Regions from separate parts of the Mus musculus genome. Here regions 2, 3 and 4 are each linked to region 1. Evidence: chromatin contacts called from public HiChIP or PLAC-seq and promoter capture Hi-C data. All regions are on one chromosome and are shown on one strand. The core of a region is the stretch at or near the end of the contact, and the rest is flanking DNA. Distances in the headings are between cores, read along the strand shown. Region 1 holds the start of Tbrg4 (transforming growth factor beta regulated gene 4). Region 2 overlaps Tns3 (tensin 3). Region 3 overlaps Tns3 (tensin 3). Region 4 has its middle 240 kb from the start of Tns3.

The links. Promoter capture Hi-C pulls out the DNA fragments that hold promoters and counts their contacts. HiChIP or PLAC-seq counts read pairs in DNA pulled down with a chosen protein or histone mark.
Region 2: a contact with region 1 is called in a promoter capture Hi-C map of pre-B cells, with 6 times the contacts expected there. The contact joins the enhancer-like site here to the promoter of Tbrg4 in region 1. A contact is called at or near these places in 5 of 39 promoter capture datasets (the 3T3-L1 cell line, cranial neural crest, liver and 1 more), 4 of 115 datasets of contacts at active chromatin or transcription factors (the 230-238 cell line, embryonic stem cells and large pre-B cells) and 1 of 9 other capture datasets (macrophages).
Region 3: a contact with region 1 is called in a promoter capture Hi-C map of liver, with 6 times the contacts expected there. The contact joins the enhancer-like site here to the promoter of Tbrg4 in region 1. A contact is called at or near these places in 9 of 39 promoter capture datasets (3T3-L1-derived adipocytes, cranial neural crest, embryonic stem cells and 4 more) and 7 of 115 datasets of contacts at active chromatin or transcription factors (embryonic limb bud, embryonic stem cells, large pre-B cells and 2 more).
Region 4: a contact with region 1 is called in an H3K4me3 HiChIP or PLAC-seq map of stem cell-derived neural progenitor cells, with 12 times the contacts expected there. The contact joins the enhancer-like site here to the promoter of Tbrg4 in region 1. A contact is called at or near these places in 2 of 39 promoter capture datasets (cranial neural crest and second pharyngeal arch cranial neural crest), 4 of 115 datasets of contacts at active chromatin or transcription factors (embryonic forebrain, embryonic stem cells, large pre-B cells and 1 more) and 1 of 9 other capture datasets (liver).

What each region holds. Positions count from the first base shown.
Region 1 is chr11:6,623,183-6,629,008 of GRCm38.p6, reverse strand. It overlaps Tbrg4 (transforming growth factor beta regulated gene 4), which reads left to right and starts at 2,942. Exons shown (of 12, transcript NM_134011.3): 1 at 2,942-3,044; 2 at 3,796-3,860; 3 at 4,726-5,193. The coding sequence starts at 4,789.
Region 2 is chr11:8,599,448-8,605,273 of GRCm38.p6, reverse strand. Tns3 (tensin 3) reads left to right here. Exons shown (of 31, transcript NM_001083587.1): 3 at 4,682-4,719. Among named protein-coding and RNA genes, the nearest start is that of Tns3, 62 kb to the left of the region's middle. Within about 2 kb of position 3,568, at least 64 of the 459 cell types and tissues checked have an H3K27ac peak or open chromatin away from gene starts, as enhancers often do. A contact at or near this core is called in the 230-238 cell line and pre-B cells, where this site is marked.
Region 3 is chr11:8,507,390-8,513,215 of GRCm38.p6, reverse strand. The region is part of intron 16 of Tns3 (tensin 3); the gene reads left to right. Among named protein-coding and RNA genes, the nearest start is that of Tns3, 150 kb to the left of the region's middle. Within about 2 kb of position 3,160, at least 13 of the 459 cell types and tissues checked have an H3K27ac peak or open chromatin away from gene starts, as enhancers often do. A contact at or near this core is called in liver, where this site is marked.
Region 4 is chr11:8,422,150-8,427,975 of GRCm38.p6, reverse strand. No RefSeq gene overlaps it. Among named protein-coding and RNA genes, the nearest start is that of Tns3, 240 kb to the left of the region's middle. Within about 2 kb of position 3,550, at least 83 of the 459 cell types and tissues checked have an H3K27ac peak or open chromatin away from gene starts, as enhancers often do. A contact at or near this core is called in stem cell-derived neural progenitor cells, where this site is marked.

The DNA of each region.
Region 1 (5,826 bases), core at 1,693-4,192:
GTTTCTGCCTTGAGCTCCTGTCCTTTCTTTGATGATGATGTGTGATGTGAGTCAAGTAAACCACAAGTTGCTTTGGCTATGGTTTTTATCACAGTGATAGCAACCTAACAAAGACATTGGCCAAAGTCCATCTTAAATCCCCTAACACTTTGGGGTTCCTTGCTCCTTTCCTAAAGCTCTACTCCCCAGCACAAGGTTGCCTGACAAACATGGTGGCTGACCCTATCTGAGCTGCATGGCTCTAGCTCCCGGCCACATGGATGCCTGCCACCCGGTGGCTAACCTGTGAACTGCCCAGCTCAAGCTGCAGGGCTATTCTCCAGTCCCCAGGCAGCTTTGAGGTTTATGGCTGACCGGCCCCGGGGTTTTCTTTTTGAACTCTAACTGTCCTAGGCTTCCATTTGTGTGTATGTCCTAAATTATTTTATTAATAACCCTAAGGAAGAACCCTGATTCCCTAGGCGCCATAGAATGGCTCTCCTGGGGTTCCCCAAGATCCCCAATAACACATCTTTCCTACTTAATTATTTAATTGGCAGAGAAAATGAACCCATTCCCATACTTCTAGCTGCCATAGTCCTGGGGCTACAAGGCCTCTGGCACCTGGTCTAGCCTGGGGTTGGTTCCAGGAACTGTGGCGAGGTATAGGCATGAGATGAGGGTGGCTCACAGCTTTAAGGAGCCTTGAGTGGAGGTGCTGTCTTCAGAGGCTCCAGCCTTTCACTGTTACAGAATATCTGATCACACTGTGAACCCTAAGACTGTGTTACTTACTGGAAAACCTGTTTGTAGTTGTGGCAGCTCTTAGCACACAGCTCTAATCCCAAACAATGACAGTAAAGTAAGTTTGTAGAAGGAAGCACCCATGTTTGAAAGTGATGTCTACCTAATTGAGTGGCAGGTGAAGTGAAGAATCAGAGAAGGATCTGACAGAATATGATCTGCCCAACTCTCACAAGAGGAAAGGGAAGCTACTTGAGGGGCAGCGCAGAGAAAAGGAAGGAAGCGGTTTTACTGCGACAGTTGTACAGAGGCAGATTGCCGAGTGAATAAATTAGACACAAGTGAAGACAGGAGCCAGAGAATGAGGACCCAGAAGATTACAACAGATTGCCAAAGTTAGTAGGAGTTCAAGCAAAACAGTCAAGAGGCCAAGAAAGAAGCCAGCTTGAATCAGTCAGTGTGGAGAGTGTGGAGAGTGTGGAGAGGAGTTTTGAGCCAGAACAGCTGAGTTGACCAGCTCAAAAGAAGCTAGAAAGGGTGAGCTTATTCAGCAACAAGTCTCAGAGGCTGAAAACATTCTAGGCCTAGATAAGATTCTACAGAGGCTAGAAGCTTCCAGGACTAGGCCTATTTAGCAAACAGAGGCAGTAGGCCTCCAAGACAACAGTCCCAGCACTAAGAATTTTATACATTCTCAGCTGGCTGTGGTGGTATGTCCACCACTGCAACCCTTCATTTCCTTTCTGGTCCATTTTATCTTTGTTTTGTTTGTTTGTTTTTCCTTTTTGTCATTTTTGCTTTTGGTTTCCTACTAAGAAACTACTGTTTAATCCAAGATAGTAAAAATGTGTTTCCCCTTAGGAGTTTTATATCTATATTATCTCTGACCTTTTTGAGCTAAATTTTGAATTCAGCATGAGACTCTTAAACAAGAACCACCAAGGTAAAGCTAGTGTGGCAATATAATGCTAGCTACTGTAAGGCTAAAGCAAGAGAAGCTTCCCTGGATAATTCAGCAATCTTTTATTAACAAGAACCAGCGTTTACGCTTGATTTTAGCCACAAAGGAGAGAAGTAATACACTCTTACAAACATAAAGATTTTTCAAGGAAAATTTTAAGTTAAATTTTCCTTTCTACAAAATTAGGGCCAGCAGGATAACTTAGTGGGGACCTGGGGGTGGGGGTGGGGCATGTCTTTTGTCCTGCACTCCAGAGGCAGAAGGAGGGGGATCTCTGTGAGTTCAAGACCAGCCTGGTCTACACAGCGAGTTCCAAAACAGCCAAGGCTACAAGGAGAAACGCTGTCTAGGAAAACAGACAGTTAGTTTAGGGGCCACTTGACTGTGAGTTCAATTCCCAGATCCCACATGATTGGAAGAAACAAATTTCCCCAAGTTTTCCTGTGATCTCTTCATGCACACATACACCTTTGTCCCAGAGATGCCGTCTGTGGTTTCCTAGCACTGGGATTACTGGGAAAACTCACCTCCCAACCATCCTACCCAGCATTTTGTACTATCTCCTCAGTCCTGCCGTGCGCTAAGGCAGGGCCTTCTCCAGGTCGTCCCGGCTGTCCTAAACTTGGTATGTAGACCAAGCTAGCCACGACCTCAAAGATCCTTTTTCCTGTCTCCTGGCTGGGGTTTTAAGGTGTGTGCCACCACGCCCGGCTATTCTGCTTCTTGATGCAGGGCCTCCACAGTAGTACAGGCTAGCCCTCGGCCTCCTGCCTCCATTACTGAGATTACAGCAATTTATCGGTGTGCCGTTGTATACGGTATGTCCTTTACTTGTTTAATCTAGACAAACTGCTTGCATTTCCGAAAAGACCTTCAGCTGGAGCTACAACTCGCTTCTCTGTAATTACCCGACACCTGGCAATGCCTTCCCGCCCCGAACCCCAAAGTCAACACGGCGGTCCCAACTCACGCCTCTCCTACAGGACCTGTGAAAGGCCCAAGGGAGTGGGGCAGAACGGGCTGACATCAGAGTCGCTACCCAAACTCCGCACAAGTAGGAGACTCTGGCCCGACGTGCCCTGCCGTGTAGAATTCACCCTCTCCTTCCCGTCTACGTTTCCCACGACCAGGATCTCACTACACTTCCCAGTACCGGAAGCCTGAGCGCAACAAAGATGGCGACTGCGGAAGGGGCGGAGGGCGTGGCCTCCGTCCGGGAGCACTGGGCCACCTAGCTTCCGGCGGCGCGCCAGTGACGTCAGTGAGCGCGCCAGGCCGCGTGGAGGCCGTAGGCTGATGGAGGTCAGTGAGGGTGATCGCCGCCGCAGTCTGGCGTCCTGGAGAGACCGGGTTTCTGAACGTGGGTATCCGAGACGGGAAGCGTGGCTGGGAAGGGCAGCAGTTAGTAAGGACCGGCGGGGCTGTTGTGGGGGGAGCCAGGAAAGGGACTCTCGACACCGTGCCCCAAGGGCGCTGTTCGGTTGCAAATTCGGTTCCGGGCTGCGATTGCGCACGCGCTCCTCGGCCCGCGGTAGACACGAGGCCTATCCCGGGAAGCTCCGCTGCCCGCAGTGACCCTTGGCGTCCCCTGCCAGTCACTTTTCGTGTTTCTGCATTTTAGGTTTCAGGGTCGATATTTACTTAGTCGCAGGTCTTGAAAATCGGTAGTTTGCCAGTGCTTTTTTTTTTTTTTTTTTTTTTTTTTTTTGGTTTTTTGAGACAGGGTTTCTCTGTGTAGCCCTGGCTGTCCTGGAACTCACTCTGTAGACCAGGCTGGCCTCGAACTCAGAAATCCACCTGCCTCTGCCTCCAAAGTGCTGGGATTAAAGGCGTGCACCACCACGCCCGGCTCTCCAGCGCTTCTTTACTGTCTGGGTTCAGTAAGTGATGGATATTGGGTTTGGGCAGATGTCCCCCTTCTGAACCATATTTTATTTCCGTGTAAGTATAATTAAGCTAATCTTTTTACAGCTGCAGTAATGTGTTCACATAACAGTAAAATTAAGCTAGCTATATACCCGAATCCCGGAAGCAGAAAAAATTGAGGTGTTTTCTCCTTTAGTTGAAGCAAAGTCCAGTAACTTGTCTCATTTGGTTCTATCTCACCTTAGGGAACAAGACTGGCAGACTTGCCGAAAGAAACGTCATGTGGTTATGTAGCGTGTTCTCGAAAAAGGTAACATTTTGCAGGACTTAGAAAAAGGCAATGCCGTGCCCTGTGATTGGCAGAGAACGCAGTAGCCAGTTTTGCATTGTGAGATAAAAGTGTGAAGTGTAGTTGGAACAGAGCCTGTATTGTAGGGGTTGGATTAAGATTGGCAAGGTGGTGACTCTGGGTGGTGTTAGGGCTTGTTTGCGGTGATCGATTCAATTTGTGAGTTTTGCTTTAAGGGTTCTGGGGTGTGACTCAGTTGGAACTGCTTGTCTAGCTCACATAAAGGCCTAGATTTGATCTTCGGCACTGAATAAACCAGGAGTGATTGGCTATCTTTAATGTTAGCACTTGGGAGGTGGCCGCAAGAGGAATAGAGAAGTTCAAGGTCATCCTTAGCTATGTAAAGTAATTGTAGTCTTGTTTCTTTCTATGTATATAAGTGAACACGGGGACACATGCAGGCACACAGCCCGGGAGAGAGTCAGGTCCCTGGAGCTGGAGTTACAGGCAGTTGTGAGTCCCTCAATGAGGATGCTAGGGACTGAATTTTGGTTATCTGGAAGAATCGTTCGACTTAGAATATTTAAGCCAATAATTTTTTGATCCTGGATTCCTTTAAAATTAGAAACGTGCCCAGATTTGCATGAAGGAAGCATTGAGGAGGACCTGGAGAGTTTGAAAGTACAACCAGGCCTGGTGCGTCCGGGGCTGAATGCCGAGCTGTGCTATCTGACCACTCTCTCCTGAAGCAGAAGCTCCCGAGACTTATGCTTCAGAAAGTGCTGTCTCATATGTAATGGCTGTAATGATTGAGGGCAGTTGTTTAGAATCGCTGGGTCTTCCTGCCGTTGTCATGGTGTCCTGTAATACTCCGTTTTCTTTTCAGGACTTCGGAGTCACCTACTAGGAGTCTTCCCTCCCTCCCTCCCTCTTCCCTGCGCCCAGCATCATGGCCGTTCGCCTGATGAAGCGGTGTACCTGCCTGCTTCGAGAGGCTACCCGCCTAGTTCCTACTGTTGCCCCAGTTGGCCGACTGAGACTTGCTGGAGTGTCCTGCAAGACTTTGACGTCCTCTGTCAGTTCCCCCTCCTCGGGCTCCTTGGCGGAGCTGTTGGGGAAAGAGCAGGTGTTTACTCCGTACCCAGAGCACCAAGAGCTGGACTTCCTCATTGAGAAAGCCTCCAGACCAGAGCAGCTGCTGGAGCTGCTGGGTTCTGACCATAGCCTGCACCACAATCACGCGGCCCTCATCCTCATCCGCCTGTCCTACCTGCTGTCTGAGAAGCCAAAGGAAAAGGCCTTGCTTGCAGAGGATGCTCGCTTTCAGCGACTTGTCAAGCTAGTTGATAGTCAGGTGAGCAGTTACTGTGTGCATGGGGGATGGGCAGGGCGGGGTAGCCACTGGTAATGACTGTAGACAGGGCTTTGGGCATTTGGGTTGGGGCTAGGGGGTTAGTTTTTCAAGATAGGGTTTCTCTGTGAAACCCTGGCTGTCCTCCATAGATATCTATCTCCCACCACCCGCCTGCCTCCCACGTGTGTGTGTGTGTGTGTGTGTGTGTGTGTGTGTGTGTGATCCACCTGCCTCTGCCTCCTGCATGTTGAGATTATAAGTATGTATGTACCCCCCCCCCCCCAAGGCATTCCCTTGGCATTTCTTACTCTAGTTTTCAAAGAACCCTGCTGTGCTTTCTGTTTATCCTCTCAGGAGCCTGTTAGGTACTTCAGAGACAAGCAGCCCAACACTGGCCTGCTATCAGGAGTAGAGGAGATGAGCCTGCTTCTTCCCAGTTCCCTTGGTACTTCCTGCTCAACAGCAGAGCCTTGACTTAGATCCCTACCAATCTCTCAATATCTGGTTGCCCATTGTACTTCCTTGAAGTCAGAAGAGATGCAGTATGGTTAATGGAGGGTCCCTAGACCTAGGACTACATTCTTGCCACATTCAGACCTTCAAAGAATAAAAGTGAGGATGAGATAAGGCCTA
Region 2 (5,826 bases), core at 2,319-4,818, 2.0 Mb before region 1:
TAGGCGGGTTTCTGAAGCATCTCAGAACACGTGTGTGGAGACTCCCAGAGCACGCCATCTTTCTGGGGAAAACTGCATGGCTGTGGAAATATCCGACAGACCGGAGGCCAGCTGGGAGACACAGTTCTGTCAGTGGACAGAAGAGAAGGCACCCAGTTGTTACACACCGTAAGTCCAAGGTCCTCTGGGGATTTGGTGGTGAGTGAGGACTGGGAAGACTGAGTAAACCCCTGAGTCCCATGAGCCTGCTGTTGAGGGGAAGGTCACGGGCCAGGAGGAAGGAAGCTGCTCTGTTAAGTGGCATGAGCAGCTGATGGTAGCATTGACAGATGCTGCTATGTCCTCTTTCTGGCCTTTTTTTTGTTTTTAGTCATGAGAAAGCTGAGGCCAGACTGTGAGAGACTCTCTGCCCTTCAGTCTGGGGCATAAAGGGTGATTTCAGCAGGAAGAAGTTGGTCAGGATTGGCAGAAGTGGATGAGTAACATCCCTGTTTTTGTTTGTTTGGTTGGTTGGTTTTAATTTTTAAATTTATTTTTTACTTTGCATCTTTGGATGAGACAAACATATAGGTTGATCTGAGACTTTATAAACCAAGATGCTTCAAAATTTAAAATTTGGATGTGCAAGATAGCCTGGATTTTGGAACATTGCAAACTTTGGACTTTGGGGAGCAAATAATAAACTAGCAAAGTCTATGAAAGTCTTCCCAAGTCTGAACTGCCCTGGTCCTAAGCAGGCTTGAGAAGGGGCACTCTGCCTATACTTACGAGGATGAGCAGGATTCTCGCCCCTGTGTGATTGTGATAAAGTCCTGGCAGAATTGCAGTGTGCCGACAGTGTGATACAACATAACAATACCATATGGGTTTTCATCCACCAGTAATGGCAGGGAGGCAGAATCACAGCCTGAGGGAACACCAGTTGATAGCCTAGAAATCATGTAGTTCTGAGTTGAATTTTCCTTTGGCAAGTGAATCGAGAGCTGGTGACTTAAACACATGGAATCTCAGCACTTGAGAGACTGAGGCAGGAGGGTTGAAATAAGTTGGGCTAGCCTGAGATACAAAGTGAGGCTCTGTCTCAAGAGCAACAGCAACAGAGTTTTTCCCTTCGGTCTTTTTTAAAAAAAAAATTTAACTAATTGATCAACTAATTTAAGATTTAGTTACTTTTGTTTTGCCTGCATGAGTACCTGCACCACATTTGTATCTCATGCCTATGGAGGTCAAAAAAAGGTGTCAGAACTCATGGAACTTGAGTTACAAATGGCTGTGAGCCACCATGTGGGTGTTGGGAATTGAACCTGGGTTGTCTGGAAGAACAGTAGTACTCTTAACCACTGAGCCGTCTCTGCAACCCTATGCATTTATAAACTCTTAGTAGATCAGGACCATTGGTTTAATAGGCAGTTGTTAAGCATTTATGAAAATCTAGAGAGTAATTGGTGTGCATTAAATCAATGTGTGAAACTGTCAGAGAATAAAAATAATAATTTTTAAAAAAGCTTCGTATTTAGATCAAAGTGTGATAACTTCTGGGGAGGTGGCTGGGATTGGCTAAGGTATAAAAGCACTGGGGACATTTTTCCTTTGGGGGCCTGCAGCCTGTTGGTGGGGGAAAGGGACTTCCTACTTGCTGATGCCTTGGAGGGAGCCAAAGGCTGTGTGGTGCAGGCTCCTTGCTGTGTGTCATCCTACAGGCCATAGGCTCAGCCCAGCCACAGGTCATGGCTGGTCATCCACAGACTCTGACCTTCCCTCAGTAAAAGGAGCAAGAAGAGAGGCAAATGATGAGTTTTAGGGTTACCTGTGCAATCCGTGATAGAGGCGCTCAATAGTGAGATCCCTGCTGTGGTCTCCTAATAGTGTTGCCCTCGGCAGAATCTGGTGGTACAGGCAAAGACCGACTCTCCTCCAGTTTGCAGCCCGTCCCGAGAGATGGATGGGCTGCTAACATGATCCTGACATGTCAAGCTTTGGGGTCAGAGGCACCAAGGGTGGGCTTCAGAGGCAACCATAGGATGATCAGAACGGGCCAGGCTGGGGAGGGCAGGGTGTAGCTAGTGTAAGGGTCATTAGGGAGCTGTCAGCATGGTCCACTGAGGACCTAGGGTGTATCCTCAAGAGGCGGAGCTTTCCCTGTGGGTGATGGGACACTGCGTCATTTTCCATGGTGGTCGTAGGCAGTAAGCACATGACGGCAGAAACCTGGACTAGGGACAGAGATGCTGGATGTCACTGCGCTGTGAGCATGGCCGTTAGTTCCTTGGTGCAACTGTAAGCCTCTGCTCTTTCTCACTGCTACTTGGATTGCGAATGTGAGGCTTAGGGGGCCAAGCAGTTCCTACTCAGCCTCTCCTTAGAGGCTGCCCATCATCTGAAGGCCTGGCTGAGGTTGGAGTCTGCTGTCACTGAGACATCATGCCCATGGAGTTGGCAGACTGAGCTGAGTGTTGGCTGGTGGCTTCCATTTCTTTCCAGATTGGCAGCTCTGCAGGGTTGCTGAAGTAGCCCTGTAAAGTGGCAGAAGGCATCATATTCTTTGCCCCCAGAAACCACACAGTATCCTCTCTAACATGCAGACAGCAGTGATTCATTGTACATGGGGATAGTTATTAAGGCCACCATGAAGCTATCTGATGTGTCTGAAGTGCTGTCTCTTCCTAATTTTGTATTTTCTGCTGTTTCTCCTTTCCTCTGCTTGGGCTGGCTTCTGTATGGTTGTTTGTTTGTTTTTTTTAAAGATTATTTATTTTTATGTGCATTGGTATGTAGCCTACATGTCTTGTATATCTGTGTGAGGGTGCCAGATCCCCTAAAACTGTGAGTTAGAGACAGTTGTGAACTGCCACGTGGGTGCGGGGACTTGAACCCTGGTCCATTTGAAGATCAGCAGCTAGTGCTCTTTCCTACTGAGCCATTTCTTCAGCTCCATGTCTGGGTTTTTCACCTCTCTCGGAAGCTCTGTTCTTATCTAGTGAAAATCATTCTTGTCTTAGAAACCCTTGGTCACCATTATGTGTTGTGCTGATTAGAGGAAGAAGAATAAATATTTGTGGTATGTATTTTAGCAAGTCTTAAAAGCTTGGACAGACAGTTGAAAACAAGATCACCCACAGATAAAAACTCAAATAGGTTTTTAACTCCTGGGGTTCACAAACTCCTAGGCTCTGGGAAAATTTATCTGTTTAAGCCTTGCTTAAACTTTTTGGTCAAGTATTATCCAGAAGGCAGAGTGGCCCAACAGAGTGGAAACTTTGCTGAGCTCCTGAGCTCACAGCACCAAGCTGCAATTTGTTTGGTCCCTGTCTCTGACCTCTGAGGCCTTGTTGTCTGGGCTCTGCACACTTATGTCCTGGTCATCACTTTGTAGTTTGAAAGCAGGGGCCCATGAAGGATTCCATTTGACATTGATAGTTCTGTGAGGGGGAACAGAGGTTCAGAGATCCTAGAATTTGCCTTGGGGAGCTGGGCTGGAGGGGCAGAGCCCAGACAGGAAGTCTCAGGCAGGTGCCTTGGGGAAGGCATTGAAGCCTCCGTGGTGCAAAGCACCCAAGGGACCTTGTGGTGGTCTGATATGCAGTTGCTTCATTTCCCATTGTCTTCATGCTGCCCTTTCTGCCACGTATGGCCTTGTCACTACACTGTGCCACGCTGCTGCTACTGGCCCTATTCCTTGAGGCCAGCTGCGGCCTGCCTCCGGGCCAGAGGGGAGAGCCTGTGAAATCCACATTGGTTCCAGCACCCCGTCTGCATTGTTGGGGCCTCCCATGACACAGGACCCGCACTGCTCACATAATGGCCTCTGTTGAAGGACTCTTCTGTAGGAATTTAGACATGAATTTATTCTGACAGTGTCTGCTTGGGTCTCCCGGAAGTGGAAATCTGCAGAGACCAAATGAACTCATGACTTTCCTTCTTCTAGGAGGGCTCTGATGAAAGGCCTGGGGCTTTGTTCCTCCCCACCTCTCCCCCCCCCTCCTTTACCTTTCCCCTCCTTCTCCCCCTGTCTTTGCCCTCCCCCTCCTTCCCCTCCCCCTTCCCCTCCCCCTCCTTCCCCCTCCCCCCTCTCCCTTCCCCTCCTCCCCCTCCTCTTTCCCCAGGGATCAGTTTTAACTCTAGGCCAATGTGAAGGGCTTCTGCTTTCCAGGTCCTGCCTTTCTTCTTTGTGTCTCCAACTTGGTTGATTAAGTCTTTTAAAAAATACCGGTCTATTTATGAGAAATAAGTAGACTCCTGATAAATTTCTACCCGGACTGTCTGAGCTTTTGTTGTTGTGGTTTTCCTCCTCTTTCTCCTCCTCCTCCCCCTTCCTGCTCCTCCTCCCCCTCCTCTTCTTCCTCCTCCCCTTCCTCCTCTTCCTCCTTCTCCTTCCCTCCTCCTCCCTCTCCTCCTTCTCCCCATCTCCTGTTCCTCTTCCCCCCTCCTTCTTTTCCTCCCCCCCCTGTTTCTCCCTGTTCTGGGAATTGAATCATCTAAATCCTGATACACGCTGAGCACACATGTAACCACACAGCTATGCCTTGGTTCTCAGTTGTCACTTTGTCTCAGTGTGCCTTCTCTGTGCACAGCCACTTCTTGTCAGGGAGAATGCTGTTGGAGCCTTCCCCTCTCAAGGATGGAGACCTGGCAAATGTCACCTGAGATTGCATGACTAACAGACATCCTTTCTTTCTTTCAGCCTGCAAGTATTCCTACCACAAGAGATGTGAAGCCCAGGTAAGCATTCTGCAGTTTCCCATGGGACTTCTTTGAGCTGGACTTCACTGACTGATGTTCAGAGGGGGAGGGGAGCCTCTGGCCCGAAGCCTCCGAAAAGAAGGCCCTGTAAGCAGAGGCTGGTGGATACCACCGAGTGCAGAATGCAACTTTCATCTCAAGAACAAACCGACAAAGCTTTGAAATCTATGGTTTTCATTATAGAATATAATGCTGAAGAATTTGATTTCAGATAAGACCTCAATCATCCTTTCCTGGCCGTGCCACCAGCTCTTTTTCAGTGATGAGTGATGCCTACTTTCTCCGAGTGTTGGCATCTAGTCTTGGGACAGAGGCACAGAAGCAGAGTCAGGGCACATGTTCAGCCTAGAGGACTGTGCTGGCTCCCTTGGACAGTAGTTAGTTGTTCACTGTGGTTGGGGAAAACCTGGGCAACCTGGAGTAGGGCTCATTAGGCCTACTATGTGTACTCCCAGAGTGCTCTGAGGGAGGGCTGGTCCCCTGGTAGATGTGGACTGGGGTCCTTGCCTGTGATGAGCAGCAGGAAAGTGAGGAGATCTAGAAACACAGTCGGCAAGGGTGCAGCTTACAGTGGTTTCCCTTCTCCGGGTCCCCAGCTCTGGATTTCTTAGCTTTGAGATTGGTCTTCAGTGTGACTCGAGTCTTTGAAGCCCTTTCTGACTGTCCAGCTGTCAGGGATCTTGGTGAGCTGTAGGACAAGGGAGATGGGGTTCTGCTGATATGGGAGACATCAGGCTGTCTTCAGGCTGAACTGGAGTTGTGCTGGGGCATATTGGGATACAAGGAATGTCATGGCTTCACATGTGTGTTTCCCATGTGGGACTAGGAAGGGAAGATTTCCTCCACACAAAATCACACACACATATGTATGCATATTATGTACACACACATACACGCATTTTGTTCATATGTACATGTGTGTGCTCACAGTCGTCAGTGTACCCCTGAGCACACACAGGCACACACACACAGATGGAAAATAAATGGTCTTAGCCCTATTTTTTTTTTTCCCAGAGATAAATGACTTTTCCTTTTAAGTGCTTTTCTGGACAGCTTTAAAACACGCAGAGAGCAAAGAGGATTGCT
Region 3 (5,826 bases), core at 1,911-4,410, 1.9 Mb before region 1:
CTTAGCTGGTGGGGAGATGCAGAATTGACTTGGCTGTGATGGGCTAAGGAAGGTCTCCTAGCAGCCCATGACCTCTGTGAAGGTCATAAGGGTAATCAGTGTGCGTGGTGTGTTGCTGGGGACTCTGTCCCTGGAGTCCTGGCTCCTTCTCTTCTCTGCTGTTTTCTTACTTGGGTAGTCTAGACTGGCTTTCCCTCTCCCATCGTTGGGCCTCAAGCCCTCTATTGCTGTGCATATGGCTCTCTGTAAAGCCATCTTATCTCCTATTTAAGAACCCACAGTGCCATCACCATAGCCTCTAGTCCCTTCTGGGTGGTGTGTGTGTTTGCTCTGACTTTGTTCTATTTCTCTTTGTTCTATAGAACAAAGGGAGGAATGTTTATCATATATTCGTTCACATCAGCATGCATCATATGAGCAGTCTTCTTCATTGTTGGCAAAAACTGGTTTCAGGACTCTGTCTCAGACACCAAAATGCATGGATGTTCAAGTTTCGATCTTCAAAGTGAGATAAGATTTGCATATAATCTACACGCTTAACCCATTCTAGGGTTTCTTATAATGTCTACCACAATATTAATACTAATTAATATTTCACTGTTTGGAGAAAGAGACACACACACACAATCTTTTATTTTTAAAACAGATGCAATTTTTAAATAATTTTTTGATCTGTGATTGGTGGGTTCCATGGTTTCAGAACCCACAGACATGGTAGGCTGACCAAAAATCATAGTCATGTTAGTAGTATAGAGGGTGTGCCATAGACTGGAATTTGGAGTACAGTGATTAAGAAAAAAGCAAAGAGAGTGGTCACTCCATCAAGTGTTGAATGCAGGGCATCTCTACTGGACAGTATGTGAGGTCCAGCGTGTAAACTTTAGGACTAATAGTAGCATACAAGACTTGTGCCCTATCCTGAAGTGTTATAAAGCTATAAATGTCTTGTTATTTGACAGTGAGGCTGGAAGATCCATAAAGCTTGAAACCCTAGCACAACACTGATCTAGAGGATACCCCACAGGCATTAGAGTCTGGAAGGCAGGGGAGGTAGAGGAGGGCTTATAGAGCTCTCTAGTCAAGAGCAGTTCTAGTCCTGGAGGATGGGGGTTTCAGGCCCTCAGCAGTGGATGGGTATCACAACCACAGATCAAACAAGGACCAGAGGGAAGGAAGACTCACGGGTGGCTTGGCGTTGCACATGAGAGTTGCTGGGCCATTCCCAAACCCTTGGTTTTCTGCATTGACCTCCTACTCTGACCACACTCCTTACCAATCTAAGGGTGAGCCATATGAGGGCATCTCCAGGTTTGGACTCTGACACTTTAAGGGAATACCTTCCATTCTGGTGCTCAGGCTTGACTTCCTAGACAGCTATAATTGAGCTGTGTGAGAGTTCCCTCTGCGGCTGTGGAGTAGACAGTCCAAAGGGCATTCAGATCTGCAGTCCTAAGATGGCCAGATCCACTGCTCAGTATTCCTGTGCTTCTGTTAACTTCTGGGAATCATGGGGTTCCTCCTGGGCAGTTCCTCATCGGTAGGATGAGATGCTCCCGTGGAGCATCCAGAGATATGTTTCTTCTTCACCTGGTGTTGGCTACAGCCCTACTCCATGAATGGGTGACTGTCAGATAGAACTTCTCTAGATCTTATTTCTGTGGCATAAATAGTCATGAAGAGATTTTCCAAAGATCTTGATATCTGCTGGAAATATCACTGATGGGAGTGTGTGTGCCATAGCTCAACACAGCTAGCATAGCTGCATAAGGAGGTTGAGGCAGGCAGAGGTATGGGAAAGCAAATGAGGACTAGGTGTGTGTTCCAGGGGGGAGATTGTTTGCCATGGTGGATAATGGTGAGGGCGATGCTAGTCTGAGGTTGAATAGGGCAGGCAAGCTATGGAAGAACTTTCTATATAGTGCTGCTGGGTCAGTTAGCTTTCCTGTTCCTGTTGTAAAATGCCCAGCAGAAGCAGCATAAAGCCCCAGAGGTTTTTTTATTTCATCTCCCACTTGCAGAGAGTTCTCAGTCCATTCCGACAGGGAAGACTGGTGATGGCAGCTTGCATAAGGCTGTTTCTGTGGCATCCAGCAAGAAGCAAAAAATATGGATGGGAACCAGGGCAGATATAACCTTCAAAGACTTAACCTCTAGTGAGCTACTTTCATCTATCCAACTATCCATCCATCCATCATCCATCCATCCATCATCATCCATCCATCCTACCATCCTTCCATCCATCCATCCATCCATCCATCCATCCATCCATCCATCCATCCCCACCACCCATAGGGTTCCCAACCTTCAAAACAGTGGTACGAGTATGAATTGAGTTAAACGTGAACAAATGGGGACGTTTCACATTCCAGCCAGGACTGTGGCAGGGCCCTTGTGCCTGTCTATACTTCATAGTCTTCTGTATTTGGATCAGAATGGTCTGTGAGAACTCTGCCTTTAAAAATCTCTCAACTTAATTTTTGTTTGTGCTTACTACAATCACTCTTTTTATTATGACAGCGTTCTTAATGTACACTCAGCCCTTTGTACACTCAGCCCTTTCTGAGTCCTGCCTGCTGAGCTGGTTAGGTGAAAAGCACTTCACGGAACACCTTATGCTGTTAAGGGACAATGATCCCTATGGGTAGCCAATCCTACTCTTAAAGAGCTCCTCCTCTTGTTGATAAATTGAGGCCACACTCTGCTGCCACCCAGGCTCCAAAGGTCTCCTTTCATTGACTCTGTGATGTAACAGTTGTGTGGCACTTTTAGGTGCAGGGTGACAAAGCTGAGGGCAGTGGCTCTCAATAGCTGTCTGACCCCTGGGAAGCCTCTGCTCAGTATTCAGAGCTGTAATCCAGTCATGGACTATTGACTTTTGAAAATGGATGGAACCTGTTGGGAAAGAAAGTGTGATGTCGATGCTGCCAAAGGACAAGTGCCAGGCCCTGGCTTCCATCCCATTAAGAAGACTTTTATTATTATTGTTGCTGCTGTTGTTGTTTTAATTCCCAAGTGGTGCTAGAAAAACTGTCTGAAAATGTGTGTCATTCTGTAGTGTTGCAAGAATCTTATGAGTTTTGAAGTGATGGCCCCAGGATAGAGAGGTGGCACTGAGATTTCAGTGGATTTGACCTTTGCCCTCACCTCTCAGTCTCCAGCCTATGCACTCTCCTGAGGTCTCCCTCCCAGGAGGAAGCAGGAGCACCATCTCCTGAAACACCCTCGGGTGCTTCACTCTACCTTCCAGAGGGCGCATCATGAGAGTTTGGCAGGTGATGGAGGCTGGGGTGGTCCATCTGTCCCACTACAGTTTCCATGTCTTTGTAGTCCAGCTGTCATGCAACATCACTCTCACGCCAGTTTCCCCTCTGCATCGCAGTCACGGACTGCATCTCTAGCTTTCTCTGATGACCTCACCCTCTTAGCTAACACACACAGTGACTCAGTCTTAGCCTTGTATTCTATCCCCGGGGCTGGGGACCTTTCCACTCCAGTCGCACCTGTGGGAATAGCAGCTAAGTTCTTGCTTTGCCTTTCATTGTCTTTCCTGAGATTGGAGCCAGGTTGTTGCTCCTTCCATACAGCTTCTTTTCTCACACCTCAAGTCTTGTATGGAAACTCTGCTGTTGTGACTTCCCACCATTTCCTTCCATTAAGGTACAAATGGCTGCCCAGTGATGTCGCAGGTCCACCTGCCTGGCTCTCTTCTGCGTCCTCCATGGGAGTACCATCCCTCACAATGCCAGGGAGATGTGAGATTGCAGCTTTATTTCTACAAAGCCTGAGGTCTTGTGTTTCTCAGTTCTGCCAAGTCCGGGAAAGCTTTTGACTACAGTATTTGGTCCATGGGATGTAAAACAGCAGAGACAGGAAGCTGTGATTAGTGGCTCTTCCCCTTGTGTATTTAGCTCATGTGTTCCTACCCCTGGAACATCCACCCCTTCCTCTCACACTTGGCTGAATGGTAGTCCCCTCTTTTCTCTTGGAGATTTAAAATGTACCAAGAAAGGAATAGAGATCAAGCCTGTGGGGCTATGGCCTGTGCACTCTTCTCTTTTAAGGAGTCAAGGGAGAGAAAATTTGTCTGTGAATGCATTTTAAGGGCAAAGGGAGGAGCTTTAAAAAAACAAAAGGTTCATCTAGAACAGTCTTTTCAGACAGGTCTTCTGTGTAGCCGAGCATCCTTACCCTGCCTTGCTTGTCAGAGCTACATGTCTAGCTCCCTGTGCCCTGAAGCTCTGGACTGGGGGACCAACATGCTTAGTCTTATGGAAGCGTCTCCTGCTGATGATGGTGGAGTTGTTTTGGACCAGTGACATTTCCAGGGCCAGTGGCTTTCTGACTTTAGTTCTGCAGCTTCGAGACCTCATGCTGATACTTAAAGGGCATCCCTTTTCCATCCTGCCTCCTATGCAAGCCCTCCCTCAGCCTCTGGTCCCACCGTTACCTCTTTATAGTCTTCATATTGGCTTCTTACGTAGAACTTTATCTGAAGGTTGAGCTCAGTCATTGGCAGTTGGAAACCACTGCCCTGTGTGCCTTTTTCTGGTATCTCAGAGTTGAGATTGTTTTTTAAGGTTTGCACACAAGACTTGTGATATCAAACACACCCTGCAGTATTTAAACAGTCTTGCTTCCCCCTATAGGTTCCAGGACAGAGAATAAAAATAGTTTTGAGTCTTATGGGTCCTGTGAAGGGCTGGGCATGAGGGTAGAAGGAAAGGTCAAGGCAGGGAGTGTGCTTTGCCCTTGAACTAGATTGAGCCTGGATTATAAGACTCCTGGACTGTAAGACTTTTTTCCCCCCTCTCTTTTAGGCCACCAAGCTATTAGAGATTCAAGGTTATTTTAATGGCTATATTCAATGTTATGCATCCAGGGACCTCAGATTTTAGACCTGCTTGGTTTACACTGTGAATAGGAACAGCTTTGGCTACTTTTTGTGGATAAAAGGTCTGTTTATACATGGTGTTCCTTTCTCAGGAGCTAGACTGTGTGGAGAGTGCTCCTTCGATAGAGCAGAGTTCTGAGGCCCCCTTGGATGCACACTGATGATCTGGTAGAGTCTCCTTTGCCTCAAAAGAGAGCCAGTGTAGAGGCCTCTGAGCCAGGGCAGGAGACAAGTAGGCTCCCTTTGATTCATGAACCAAGGGTGATCAGAGCAAGTTAGAAAGAACTGATTGATGTATGGCTCAGAAGAGAGCGATGAGGGAGCCGGGGAGGCACTGAGGCTGAGATTACAAGCTACAGCTTTAATGATGAAGGCCGCAAGAGGTGGACCAGGAATACAGAGAAAACTGTTGGTCCTAGAGGCTGAAAGCAGGTCCTGGAAATGGGAGGGGCCTTGGAAATTCTTTTGCTGGTCCTGACCACGCTTGGCTGTTGTAGCTGTTATGTCCCAGATAGAGTGGGCATTTGTCCATGGAAGTTACTTCCATACCCCAAGAGCAAAAATGAGCCAGTTTTTGTTGTTGTTGTTGTTATGAAAAACTGAAATAATGCAGGATTCATGGTGGTCACATCCTTAGAAAATTAGATTTTGAGAACTCAGTAATGTTCACTTTCTCCACTGAGCGGAGTTTTACCTGCAACCTGTTCTCTGAAATGATGCCCAGTAGCCATTGGTGTCATACCCACATTCTGGACGAGGAGCAGGGCCTATTGCTTGCAGGATACCACAGGGATGTTGTATGGGATTGGGAAGCATGGCAAAGGGAAAGGAGCTGCCTCTTGATGAGTAGTCTGAGTGAGAGCAGGGGCTATGAGGAAAGCATCCTCTCGTTCATTCATTCATTCATTCATTCATTGTTGTTAATACATAGAGCT
Region 4 (5,826 bases), core at 2,301-4,800, 1.8 Mb before region 1:
GCCCTGTAAGCACTAGGACTTACGTTTGATTTACGGAATTCACGTAAAAACGGTGGGTGTAGTGGCACCCACTTGTAATACTAGCACTGGGCAGTGAGACAGAGTACCAGGGAAATGCTAGCTAACCAGTCTGGACTACTTGGTGGGCTCCAGGCCAGTAAGAGATCCCATTTCAGAAGGGGTACATGGTGTTTCCTGAGGGTAACGTGGAAGGTTGTTCTCCAACTTAACATGCGCACATACACACACATATACAAGCGAGCGCACACACACACACACACACACACACACACACACACACACACACGTGCATGTGCACAAAGCCAAAAATCTTCCTAGGAATTTTTGACAGCAAAGTGGATGTGACAGAGGACAGAATTGGTGAATTTACTTACACACCAATAGAATTCATGCAGACTGAAAAAAATAAAGTAAGCTTTAGGCATGGGGAACTGCAGACACTAAGAAGCAGTCCAACATACAGATTAGTGAGCACCAGAAGGAGAAGAGGAAGAGAGAGGTACTAGATAGCATTTAAAGAGATGATGGCTCCACACTCCCCAAATCTGGGGGATGGGAAAGATAGATTTATAGACACAAGAAACCAAGTAAATAATATCAACCAAAATCCACAATGCAGGCTAAGAGAAATAAGCGAAACACACACAATAATATTTCCTGATTTCATTTCTTTGTAGAATCTAAAAGATGAAGAGACAGGAGTACAGAATGGACCAAATATATAGAGATTGACATCAACTGGATCTGGATGTGTAGGAAGAGGAAGAGAGGAGGAAGAGGAGGAGGAAGAGGAGGAGATGGTAGTTATAGTTCTGAAAATCCAGCAGATAGATGGAGACCTGGAGTACAGTGTGTGGATGGTGGGTCATAATAGTGTTCCGTATTGAGATTTCCTTGGAATGAGCGGGTTGAAGCTGGTCTTCACACACACACTGAGATGATGTACTTATTAGTGTGTTTCTATCTACGGATCACTGTGTCTCATCACACATATGCCTTGAGTGTGCACACATTATTTTACTTTAAAAATTCATGACAAGAAATAAAATTTTCTGAAAACTAAAGAGAAAGGAAAAAAAACCTACAAGGAGCCATGGGGGGAATTCTGGGTCTTGTATGGGCACACAAGAGCTTGAATGGCAGTGGTTTGTATGAAGCTGTGAAAGGCAGGACAAAGCCAGGTCCTATAGAAGAGCAGTCAGTGCCTGTATCCACTGAGCCATCTCTCAAGCCTCATCATGTAGCAAAAATGAAATACCCCAGACAACAGTAAAATCACCCATTTTATTTTAATTACCAGAGCATCCATTATAATAATGGGAGGGAGGGTTAAATTCAATTGCACTAAACATATCAAGATAGAATTTCTGAAATGCCAACCCTTAGGAAGTAGAAGACAGAAGTAGGAAAACCAAAAATTAAATGCAGCAAGCTGAAATAAATAGGACAACAGATTTGCCCCAACACACTGTAATTTCCTTAATGCATAAGTGACCAAACTTCACCAGTCAAAATACTAGTTGGCTGACTGGGAATAGCCCAGCCACATGCTGTTCAGAAGAGACTTCAAATCAGTCTCGCTGGATGGTTGAGAATCAAAAGGTGTAAGAGGGGTAAATTATACAAACATTAACCGAAGCCGTCGGGCACCACTTGCTGGAGGACAATTATTTTATTTGCCGTGGAGTCAATAAAGTACTTGCCCAAGACAGTGGTAGGAACAGCTGGAGCGGCAGTCAGGAAGAATGTAGGAAAACTGAAACAACGGAAGCTCCCAGCAGCTTCTGACTGACACAGAACAACCCACAGAAATAGTAAAGTTGGGCATTTCTCAAAATCCTCATGGAATGGCCATCAAAGTAGATCAAGCTGTCAGACAGACAAAATTCAACAAATGTATGCCATACAACAGAGTTTATTCTTGTATAGTAAGGAATTATCCTCGAAATCAATGAAGTGCCATGGTGAGAAAAGTCTCTGCACACATGGAAGATAGAGAACACTTTTCTAAGTAGCAGGGTTTGTGTGGGGCCGAGGTAGTGGGCAAGGAAGCCTGGTGTTTCACATAGAAATGAATGTTCCGTAGAAAATAAAACTAGCATCCATGGGGTGTAGCTAAAGCAGTGGCCAGAGTGAAATTTATAAGTCTAAATGCCTGTACTAGAAATGAAAGGTGTTACAGCGATGACTGGATGTAGCCTGGGCTGGGCTGGGCACCACGGAGGCCTACCACCCCAATCCATTCGTTACTCACCCCACATACTGGATTCATTGTGCTCCCTCAGTGTTGTATGGGGCCTGAGATGAACCTCTTATTTGTAAACACTTCAGACAGCCATTTAAAGAGTCTTAGAAACATCTACCACCATTTCATGAGGTACAGAGACTTCACAGTCTCAGTAACTCCTTAACTTAAGGGTAAGGAAGCTTGCGGCTGTCCACTTCTTACTGGACGAGCCCTCAAGCCTGGCACGTAAGGAGGCCAGGTCTAAATTCCAGGGCTACCTAGACAAGTGAGCTCATCTTTTATCCATCTGCTGTGTTGCCTGGCCAGCATTTCCCTCTTCGTGCAGGACTGGCTCATCAGTGCAATGAAGCTACTTTTCCAGCCTGTTATGCAGGGCAAAGATGGATAGGAAGAGTGTCACTGTGTCACTAAAAGCTTCCCCACTTTGACAAAGAGCATCCAGACCCTTGCTCTGTGCATGCGTCTTTGTAGGGCAGATACTGGAGAACCAGAGGCTCAGCAGTTTCATGCCCCGTGCCAGGTCTCCTGGGTTCTGACTCTACACTGAGTAGATTAGGTCTGCAGAGCAGACTCGAGCTAAGTGCCTGCTGTTTGCTAAGTGCAGTGCATCACTATGGTTGGTTGGTTTATGTGTCCAAGCTGCCACCCGCTGAGATGAGTCCCAGGAATCATTAGCCTGGGCACACACGTGTATGTTTCCCCTCCATCTGGGTGAGGATATGACCTCAAATTCTAAGTCAACAAGAATTTCCTCTGTGCTCTGAGCTGATAAATCTCTAACCTCCTGCAGTGACAACGGGCTTATGATTAGCTTTCTACAGGTTCAGTGGCCCTGCCGGCTTTTAACGGTTTGAAAACAGCAAATTGGCCTTGGCTTCTAAGGCATAAGTAGTGTGGTGGTCATGCTCACTGAGTAGCTTGCTTCTCAGTCTGTCTTGGCAGTGGCCCAGTCTCCGTTCATAGACCATGAAGTTTAGGGTTGTGCCTTGGCCACCAGCAAAAGGAAAAACACAAAGAATGTGTTGTTTCACACCACCGAATGTGTTGTTTCACATTCGGTGCTTTCTACATCCTGCCTTCTCAGGACAACCAACAATGCAGCAGAGGAGGCTGCAGGAACTCAGTCCCTGCCTCTTTGTGCATGCACGCTTCCCGGGCTTCCCCCAAAGTGCAGGCTGCCTTCTAATGCCAAGAATCAAGCAAAACCTCCATTACCAGTGTGCTCTCCTCCCTCTGCCCCCAGCTTTGTGCTGCGTGGAGCCAGCCAGTTGTTGAGAATTCAGTGAGGTGATCCTGCCCCCTAGTGGCTATCATAGCTTCCTACAGCAGGGTGTCTTTATAATCTGTAAATTGTTGCCAGCTTAAAAGGGAGGATGAGTGTAATGGCAAATATTAGTCCCCTTAGAAAAGTGGCTCTCAACCTGATGGTCACAACCCTTTTCACAGGTGTCGCATATCAGATATTCTGCATATCAGGTATTTACATTAGGACTCATAACAGCAGCTAAATTACAATTATGAAGTAGTAAGGAAAAGAATTTTATGGTTGGAGTGGGGTCACCATAAGATGAAGAACTGTATTAAAAGATAGCAGCACTGGGAAGGTTAAGAGTCACTGCCTTAGAGGATAAAAGTATAGTTACTGAAGCCCTGTTGCTTATGGCCTGGGTTGGACCTGAACTTCATGGTAGACCCTGGACTTAGAGCTCCCTAGTTATTGACAACTGCAGGCCTCAGCCCTCCCGTTAGTCCCAGATGAAACCTGACGGGGCGTGTGGAAGCCAGGAAGACAATCAAATGAGTGGGGGGAATGTTTCCAACAAGTGGTGTTATCACCCCAACTATGGCAGGAGTTGCAAAAAGTCCAACATTCAGACTGAAAACCTGAGGTCGGTCTCATAAGTAGTGTCACAAATAATCCAGTATCATCCATGCCCCCAGAACAGAGGTAGCCGACACGAGCCAGCACATAAAGCACTGTCCTCGTGTTTTCATGTTTCCTTGGATGTCCCCTGGGAGCTGAAACAGGTTCTGTGGAGGTTTCTAAGGGAAGGAGAGAGGGTGCTGTTCTTTGTCTGTTACATGTGAATATGCTCTAGCAGTTTAACCTTGTGGGTAGAATGCTAGCTCTGTCTGCCATGACATATGTGTATGTATGTATGTATGTATGTATGTATGTATGTGTATGTGTGTGTATGTGTGTGTATGTATAGTTTCTGACCCCCTTGTGTATTCCCATTTCCTCTTCATTACCTCTGCAGAAGCATAGTTCTCTGGGTATTTGTGTGTGTGTGTGTGTGTGTGTGTGTGTGTGTGTGTGTGTGTGTATGTGTGTGTGTGTTTCTGCATCTGGAGACCAGACAAAAGCGCCTTCTCTGTGGAATAGTGGGCCTGCTCTAAAACCATGGCGAGAGTGAACTGTGAATACTCTAACACTTTACACTTGTGAGTAAAATGGTTGCTATGCCGCCCGACTTCCATAGACATCCCCTGTGAAGGAGACCTTTAACAGCGCGATGAGCTCCGGAGGCCTTGGGGATGGTGACATCTGTTGAAGCTCTCCCCCCTGCTGACAGCCTAGCAGGGATTATGGTCCCGAGCAGGCCATTTTTGGGGGACCTATGCTTTTAACTCAGCTGAAAACAAATTTTATCCACAGATGCTTTTCCAGTTGGTGTTGGTTTAAGAAACAAGAGGAATGTGTGTATAGATGGATGGGTCCTGGAAAGCAGCTCTGCAGCCTTTAATTGTGTATGGTGTGTCCGCTAAAAACACAGCTCTGTCCTTGGAAGGAAAGGAGACCATTTATTCCAAGCCTAATATGAGTGACCATTGGCTGGGAACATGGATCCAGGTGGCTTCAGATAGTAAGTTCCAACCTAGAACTGCTATATGAGCTGCTATAGCCACGTATCAGAAGAAGTTATTATTATTATTTTTGATTGACTATTTATTTTTTAAATTTTTATTATTATTATTTTTTAATTAGGTGTTTTCTTCATTTACATTTCCAATGCTACCCCGAAAGTCACCCAAACCCTCCCCCCCAACTCCCCTCCCTCCCACACTCCCACTTCTTGGCCCTGGCGTTCCCCTGTACTGAGGCAGATAAAGTTTGCAAGACCAATGGGCCTCTCTTTCCACTGATGGCTGACTAGGCCATCTTCTGATACATATGCAGCTAGAGATATGAGCTCTGGGGGTACTGGTTAGTTCATATTGTTGTTCCACTATAGCCTTGCAGACCCCTTTAGCTCCTTGGGTACTTTCTCTAGCTCCTCCATTGGGGGCCCTGTGTTCCATCCAATAGCTGACTGTGAGCATCCACTTCTGTGTTTGCTAGGCCCCAGCATAGCCTCGCAAGAGACAGCTATATCTGGGTCCTTTCAGCAAAATCTTGCTAGTGTGTGCAATGGTGTCAGTGTTTGGGGCCTGATTATGAGAAGAAGTTATTATTCAAGGTGTTTTTTTTAAAAAAATCACAGATGGGATTAGCAGGGCAGCAAATCAGGGAGATCTCTTGTCGCGTCCCACTCGACCAGCAAGAAAGACTCAAC